2 separate regions of the Macaca mulatta genome follow, and region 2 is linked to region 1. Evidence: chromatin contacts called from public Hi-C data. All regions are on one chromosome and are shown on one strand. Each heading gives the region's core, a stretch centred on a gene start, on an enhancer-like site or on the middle of the called end of the contact. The rest is flanking DNA. Distances are from core to core; before and after follow the strand shown.

Region 1 (3,641 bases), core at 826-3,325:
GGCAGCAACGCCCACAGACTCCTGTTCACAAGTGCCTGATAGAAGAGGGCCCAGCTGACAGCAATGAACTCTAAGCAGCTGCAAGTGCTCCGAGAAGGGAAACCCCCACCCTTCTTGGACCATGGAACTCAAGTGTGGCCAGAATGTCAAGAACTACTAATGCTGATTCAGGAGCCAGTCAGTGCCAGGCCCATAGCAGGAGGTGTAAAAACATTCACTGAATGATGAACACACTTTGTCCCCAGCCTCACTAGTACCCTGAGGCCCCCGTTACCTTTCCAGCCCAGTTTGATGTACCACTCATAGAAGAAAATCAGCTTTCCTTTGCGACTACTGCACGAAGCCTCCCCTTCCACCTGCTTCAACTCGCTGATCTCGCCGCGGCCAGTGTCATTCTCCACAACGATGCCCACCAGGAGCTCCTGGAACTTCCCTTTGGACCAGCTGGTGGCATCCCGCTCTGTCCTGCCAGGGACCAGAAAGTCGTGAATGGAAGCCCCAGCTAGGATCCACCTGCCTGGGTGCCAGCGTCACGTCCAAGCCCAGCCCAGATCAGCCCAAGTCCTCTCAAGCAGCCTCGAGACCTGCCAACCTCCAACGTGCTCCTCAAACCTGCTTTCTACCAAATTATTTTCATTCTGCTCAGTTCTTTAAGATATTATTCTCCACTACGAAAGTAGTATTCTGTCTTAAAAACACTGGCTTATTTAGGGGAGAAGGGTCTAGCTAGCTCGCCCACTGGAAATAGACAAAGCCTGGGCCACATGGAAAGTAGCAGTAGTGAAATAATCAGAATCATGACAATACCAGCTATCAAGTTTCTTCACATACACATCGTCTAACGTAATCTTCCCAAGTAATAATTGTCTCCCTTTACGGGACAGAAACCAGGTGAGAGGACTGACGTGTCCATCGGGCCAAGGCCAGGACACTAGAAAGTCAGTTCTTGGCCGGCCGCCGTAGCTCACGCCTGTAATCCCAGCACTTTGGGAGGCCGAGGCGGGCGGATCACGAGCTCTGGAGTTCGAGACCAGCCTGACCAACATGGTGAAACCCCGTCTCTACTAAAAATACAAACATCAGACTGGCGTGGTGGTTCACGCCTGTAGTCCCAGCTACTCATGAGGCTGAGGCAGGAGACTCGCTTGACCCGGGAAGCGGAGATTGCGTGAGCCAAGATTGCCCATGCCCTCAGGGCTCCTCCGGACCAGCCAAGTCATGCTCCCTGGGGACCGGCCTCAGCATCCCCTTGACGGCCTGGAGGGACCACAGCCCCGGCCAGGGGCACAGGGCAGAGGACACCCCTTCCGGAGGTTCTGCAGCAGAGGGCGGCCGACCTCGCCCCACGCGCCAGGTGAGGCGCGCAAAGTAAGGGGAGCTTGTCTCACTCACAGTAGGCCCGGCTGGCGGGGGACGCCTGCGGGGTGGGCGCGAACTGAGATCCAAATTTCTGCTCTTTCCACTACGTTCCATGCCCCCGCCCCCGCCCCTAACACACTCTCTCAATCCAGCTCCCTTCTAACTCCCCGAAACATCCAGAGGAGTGGGGCGGGAGGAGAAGGGAAGGCCCTAAGACCACAGACGGAGGGAGTGGAAAGGTCTGTCGGAAGTCACTCGTGGGGCCCAACCCAACTTTCAAAAAGAGGCAGCTGCAACCCGCCCTCGCCGGTCTCCGTACCCAAGGACGCTCCTGAACCGAGGCGGAGGCCGAAACCTGCGTCCAGCAGCAGAGGAGGGGCGTGGCCCCCTAGTCCCCTCACCCCCGCGACCCTGCGGCCCCGCACAGACCCCAGCGCAGTCTCAGCTCCCGCGGGCCGGCCCTCCCCAGATCCCGGAAGGAGGCCGCCGCCGGCCGCGCCACCCCGCCGGCCGCACCAATGCCAGTTGTTCACGTTGGTCCCGTCCTCCCGCTCCTCCACGATCCAGCGCGGGTCCCCCTGGCCCCACTTGGCCATGGCGGAGCAGACTGGACGGAAAACACGGAAAGGCCAAGGCGCTGCGGCTCCGAAGCCGGCGTTTCCGGCCGCCGAGCCCTGGAGCGGCGCGTTCGCAGCGCCCAGAAACTGCCAGAAGGCCCCGCCCCGCCGCGGCGCGCCCGGGAGCCCCGGCCGGGATCTGAGAGGCGGGTCGTACGGGCATGCGGAGGCGGGGAGGGGCTAGGACCGCCGGGGTTCCGCTGCGCGTCTCCTAACGCTGGGGCGAGACGGGGCTGCCTGGGCCGCCTGCGAAGGGCGGAGGCCGCTGCAGGACCCGCGGTGCTGGCTGGCTCGTGGTTCCCGGCGCCGGATAACAGGGCTCTGAGTAGCGGGTACCCGAGAGCCCAACCGGCGGTGCAGACGCGACATGGTCGTGCGGTGGCCTCGGCAGGCTCCCTGGCCCTCGAGGACACGACCTTGAACGCCCAGGTCGCTGTGAGACCGGCCTTTGGGGCCACAACGCGCCCCCGTCACACCGTTTGCGGTTTTCGCTTGAGAGCGAGTTCGCGCGCAGTAGCTGCGCTGCGGCTTTCTCCGCGACGCGGTTTCTCGCCCTCCCGTATTCCCAGCACCTTTCCAACTAGTCCCATGTTACTGCAGGAGTATTTCCGTTTTATTCACGTAACAGCCCTTTAGAGAGAACCAAAGAATGTGATTGCAAACGCATATTACTGCAAACTGATGCACTTTATCTTGGAGTATTGATTCCTTTCACGAATTTTCGGCTTCTAGCAAAAACTTTGCCCGAACTATTTGGACAATGTTACTGGGGTGTTCTCTGCTAACTACATGGGTAGTTAGCACAGAAATGGGTAGGACAGTGAAAGGGTGGAAGCAGCTGGCTGTTCTCTTCCCCTGTGCCGACCTGTCCTTTGCCTGCGGTAGTCCACGAAATAACGCTCACGAGTGCAGACATTTTCTCTATTTGACTACCGGAGCTACCACGTTCCAACATTATCTTCCAGAAAGCTACAACAGTCATGTAAATACACTGCTTCAAGGCGTTTTGACCTCAAAACAAAAAGACGTTTTGATTTCACCTTTCACACTTAACTAAAGCAGCTATAACAGAGTCACATGAAGGAGCAGCGCGGTGGGGTTGCCTGATCATAAGAAGCCTCGTTTCCCCTGCTAAGGAGCTTGCACTTGGTCGTACAGGCAATGGGCAACCACTGAGGCAACCTAAATGGAGAAATGACACGGTCAAATATGTTCTAGAAAAATCAGTCTTGGCCGGGCGCGGTGGCTCACGCCTGTAATCCCAGCACTTTGGAAGGCCAAGGCGAGCGGATCACGAGGTCAGGAGATGGAGACTATCATGTCTAACACCGTGAAACTCCGTCTCTACTAAAAATACAAAAAAATTAGCCGGGCGTGGTGGCGGGCGCCTGTAGTCCCACCTACTCGGGAGGCCGAGACAGGAGAATGGCGTGAACCCGGGAGCCGAGATCGCGCCACTGCGCTCCAGCCTGGGAAACAGAGCGAGACTCCGTCACCAAAAAAAAAAAAAAAAAAAAAAAATCATTCTTACGGACTTTTGGACAATGGATGGGGTAAGATGGAAACTGGAAGGAGGGGGACTTGTCAGGGTGGAGAAGGGGTGACAAATATTCAGGGATGAGAGGTGTTCAGAAGTGGAATCTGAGTGCGTCAGACACTGGGGTG
Region 2 (3,641 bases), core at 678-3,177, 120 kb after region 1:
GTACTTGGATCGCTTTTCATACCACACAATTATGGAGGCATGTTAGAGCATATGGTGCGCTGTTGTTGTTTTAAGATGGAGTTTCGCTCGTTCTCTCTTCAGGCCAAAGTGTGGTGGCACAATCTCCATTCACTGCAACCTCTGCCTCCCAGGTTCAAGCGATTCTCCTGCCTCAGCCTCCCGAGTAGCTGGGATTACAGGCACGCACCACCATGCCCAGCTAATTTTTGTATTTTTAGTAGAGACAGGGTTCCACCATGTCGGCCAGGATGTTCTTGATCTCCTGACCTCGTGATCCGCCCGTCTGGGCCTCTCAAAGTGCTGGGATTACAGGCGTGAGCCACCGCGCCTGGCCAGGGTGTTTTATTATGATTTTTTGGGCCTTGGTAGAAAACAATCTAAAATGGAATTCAGGGCAAGGATCCTCCCTGACAGCTTACTTCTCTTCACTTCCAAAAAGATTCATTTTTAAAATATTACCCACGTCAAACACTTAAAAGCTTATATTTCAAATGTGATACTCATTTATGCTATACATGTTTAACAGTACTTTAAATCATCCAAATGTGAAAAAAAGTTTTTCTGTTGACCAACTGTACAGTTGTTATACAACTATACTGGGCAAGGGAAGACTCCCCAGCATTAATTCTAGTTAAATGATTGTCCAAGAAATCAGAGTCTGAATTTAAGTATAAAAGGCATAGCACTGATGGATAATCCTTAATAAAACATAAATTATCTCTAAATAGCTGTCATAGTGCACCTCATTCTGGAAATTATAAATTTATCAAAAACAGTGACAAGAAAAAGTTCAAAGTTCAAATTACTATGAAATCCACTCCCATTCATAAAATACCAAAATCTTGAATATTTAAGGTAAAATACGTTATTTACCAAAAATAAAAATCCAATTTGTTTAACAGACTTCACTTTTTAGGAACACACTTCCCCTCCCATCCCCCACCCCCTTCTCTTGGTTTATATATTTAATATATACGTATTAATAAGACTAGTCTAAGTCACTTAGAGGTGTACAACAGGAATCTGATATTTTTTTTTCTTATTTCAAATAGAAAAAAAAGCTCTTGGAGACAGAGACGTTTTTCCTTAGGCAGTGGAAAGATGGGAAGAGAGGGGACCCCGTGGGGCAGGCAGGCAGGCAGGTCAAAGGCCTCTGGCCTAACAGAAGGCGGCGGTAACACCGAGTCATCCCGGACCGGGAAGAAGCCTTGTACCCAGGCTTCCTGACTTCTGCACACACAAGAGATCGGAGGCAGCTGGAGGAGAAAATAAAATCACATCCCAGACCCGGGATGAGGTCAAACCCCTTCAAACCTTGGGCCCGGAGGCTCACTGCGCGGCGCGTCCTCGGGGCACCCCCAGACCTTCGCGCCCCGCTCATGCCCGTGGAGGCACAGAAACTCCAGGGGCGCAGAGCAAACAAAGACTCCAGACCGCGGGGCGAGGCGAGGCAGAGGCCCGGGGCGCGGCCGGGAGCGCAGACTGGGGTTCCCGCCGCTGTGCGAGGGCGGGACGGTCTGCAGGGACATGGACCGGGCGGGTGACTGGACACAGGCCGGCGGGCTGCTCGGGGAGCGGCCGGCTGAGGGCTGTCCACGGGGGCGTTCGGGGGCGTTTGGGCGAGTGGGACCCCCGCCCGGGCCGCCGGGGGTGGGAAGCCGCGGCGGGAGCCGGCTGGCTGTGAGCGGTACCGCCCCATGCTGCACTTCCCTCCCCGCGGTGGCCACCCGAGCCCCCTAGGCGTCTCACTCACCTCCACAGGGCCGCGGCTGCCCTCGCAGCGCCTCTGTTACCTGCAGTAGCAGCACCTCCCGCGCTCGCGCCCTGAAGCGCCGCTACCGAGCCCGCAACCCCGTCCGCCGCGCCTCACACTCCGCCCCCGCCCCTTGCAGGCGGCTGCGGAGACTAGAGCCGACGGGCCGCGGGACGCCGAGCCGACGCCGCCCGGCCAATCGCGGGCCAACGCCGCAGCGGCAGAGCCAATGAGCGCCGAGCCCTGCCGGGCGGGAGGGAGCCAGACGGGCTGCGGCAGCTGACTGTCGCCTCGCCTTGCTTGCTCCTGCTCCTTCTTCCTCCGGCGTTCACTCCCAGGCTTGTCGCAGTGTAGCGTCCCCACCCTCCCAGCGTCTTGTCTCCTAGCAACCAGATCCTAGGAGCCTGATCTTAGGTGACCAACCCTGAGTCCAGAAGAAAGGGGGATATACAGGAGATAAAAGAACCTTGATTAAAGAATGGATGAAATTGTTCTTGGTGCAGATCATTTGGTACACTGCTTACGTAGAGCGGGAAGATCGCATGATGAGGGACACCAAAAGTATGTTTTAGACCAAGGTCTTTGGGTAAGGACCTGAAGTGTCTTTACCAGGAGGTAGCTCTTTAAAAATGTAAATAGTTCTGGATTACAAATTCGGTTTTCATACATTAATAAGGTGTGTGTGGGTATGGGTGTGTGTGTGTGTTATTGTAAGGAACACTACTGTTGGGCATCTAGTAAAATGCAAACGGCTCAATATTGTAGGGTAACTGCTACATGTCAATATTTCTATCTAATTTCCACTTGGTCTATTCTGAGAACCAAAATTAAATATTAGGATTAGAAAGAACAGAAAAAGTAAAGCCTTATCCAAATGAATAATTACTATGAGATCTCATGATTAAGTAGAGATCAAGTGGTTCACTGTACAGAATGTCAGGAGTTGTTTCCAATTGTATCATCCTGTGACTTTCTGCAGATCTTTTACGATTTTTGTTCCATAAAGACATTAAAGTGGCTGGGTGCGGTGGCTCACACCTGTAATCCCATAATCCCAGCATTTAGGGAGACCAAGACGGGAGGATTGCTTGAGCACAGCCTGGGCAATAAAGTGAGACCCTGTCTCTACAAAAAAAAAAAAAAAAAAAAAGGTTTTTTTAGAGTTAACTGGGCATGGTGGCACATGCCTGTGGTCCCAGCTACATAGGAGGCTGAAGTGGGAGGATTGTTTGAGCCTAGGAGGTCAAGGCCACAATGAGCTGTTTGCACCACTGCACTCCAAGCTGGGCAACAGAGTGAGACCCTATCAAAAAAAAAAATTAAAGTTAGGCAAATGTTGTATCACAAGATATTAGGTTAGGTTAGGTAAATTCTTTTTTTTATTTTATTTTATTTTATTTTATTTTATTTTATTTATTTTTTTTGAGACGGAGTCTCGCTCTGTCGCCCAGGCTGGAGTGTAGTGGCCAGATCTCAGCTCACTGCAAGCTCCGCCTCCCGGGTTTACGCCATTCTCCCGCCTCAGCCTCCCGAGTAGCTGGGACTACAGGCGCCCGCCACCTCGCCCGGCTAAGTTTTTGTATTTTTTAGTAGAGACGGGGTTTCACCGTGTCAGCCAGGATGGTCTCGATCTCCTGACCTCGTGATCCGCCCGTCTCGGCCTCCCAAGGTGCTAGGATTACAGGTGTGAGCCACCACACCCAGCCCCAGACAGGTAAATTCTTAAAGAGAATCTACTTGCCCTCTACTTCCCCTCTTTCTTCTTTTACATAGGCTGGTACTCAGTTGTGATGGCGGTACTTTACAACCATGAAAACAAGAATAATGCATAAGGGGCTGGGCATAGTAGCTCGTGCTGTAATCCCAG

The links. Hi-C and Micro-C count contacts between places; a contact is called where the count stands out from the background.
Region 2: a Hi-C map of fetal cortex germinal zone shows a contact between it and region 1, with 4 times the contacts expected there. The contact joins the promoter of SANBR here to the promoter of AHSA2 in region 1. A contact is called at or near these places in 3 of 14 Hi-C or Micro-C datasets (CD4 T cells, fetal cortex germinal zone and liver).

The regions. Positions count from the first base shown.
Region 1 is chr13:63,588,182-63,591,822 of T2T-MMU8v2.0, forward strand. It overlaps AHSA2 (activator of HSP90 ATPase homolog 2), which reads right to left and starts at 2,076. Exons shown (of 9, transcript XM_077959507.1): 1 at 1,789-2,076; 2 at 275-465. The coding sequence starts at 1,955. It overlaps LOC144333767 (a long non-coding RNA gene), which reads left to right and starts at 3,391. Exons shown (of 2, transcript XR_013402768.1): 1 at 3,391-3,529.
Region 2 is chr13:63,703,334-63,706,974 of T2T-MMU8v2.0, forward strand. SANBR (SANT and BTB domain regulator of CSR) reads right to left here and starts at 1,928. Exons shown (of 21, transcript XR_013402769.1): 1 at 1,775-1,928.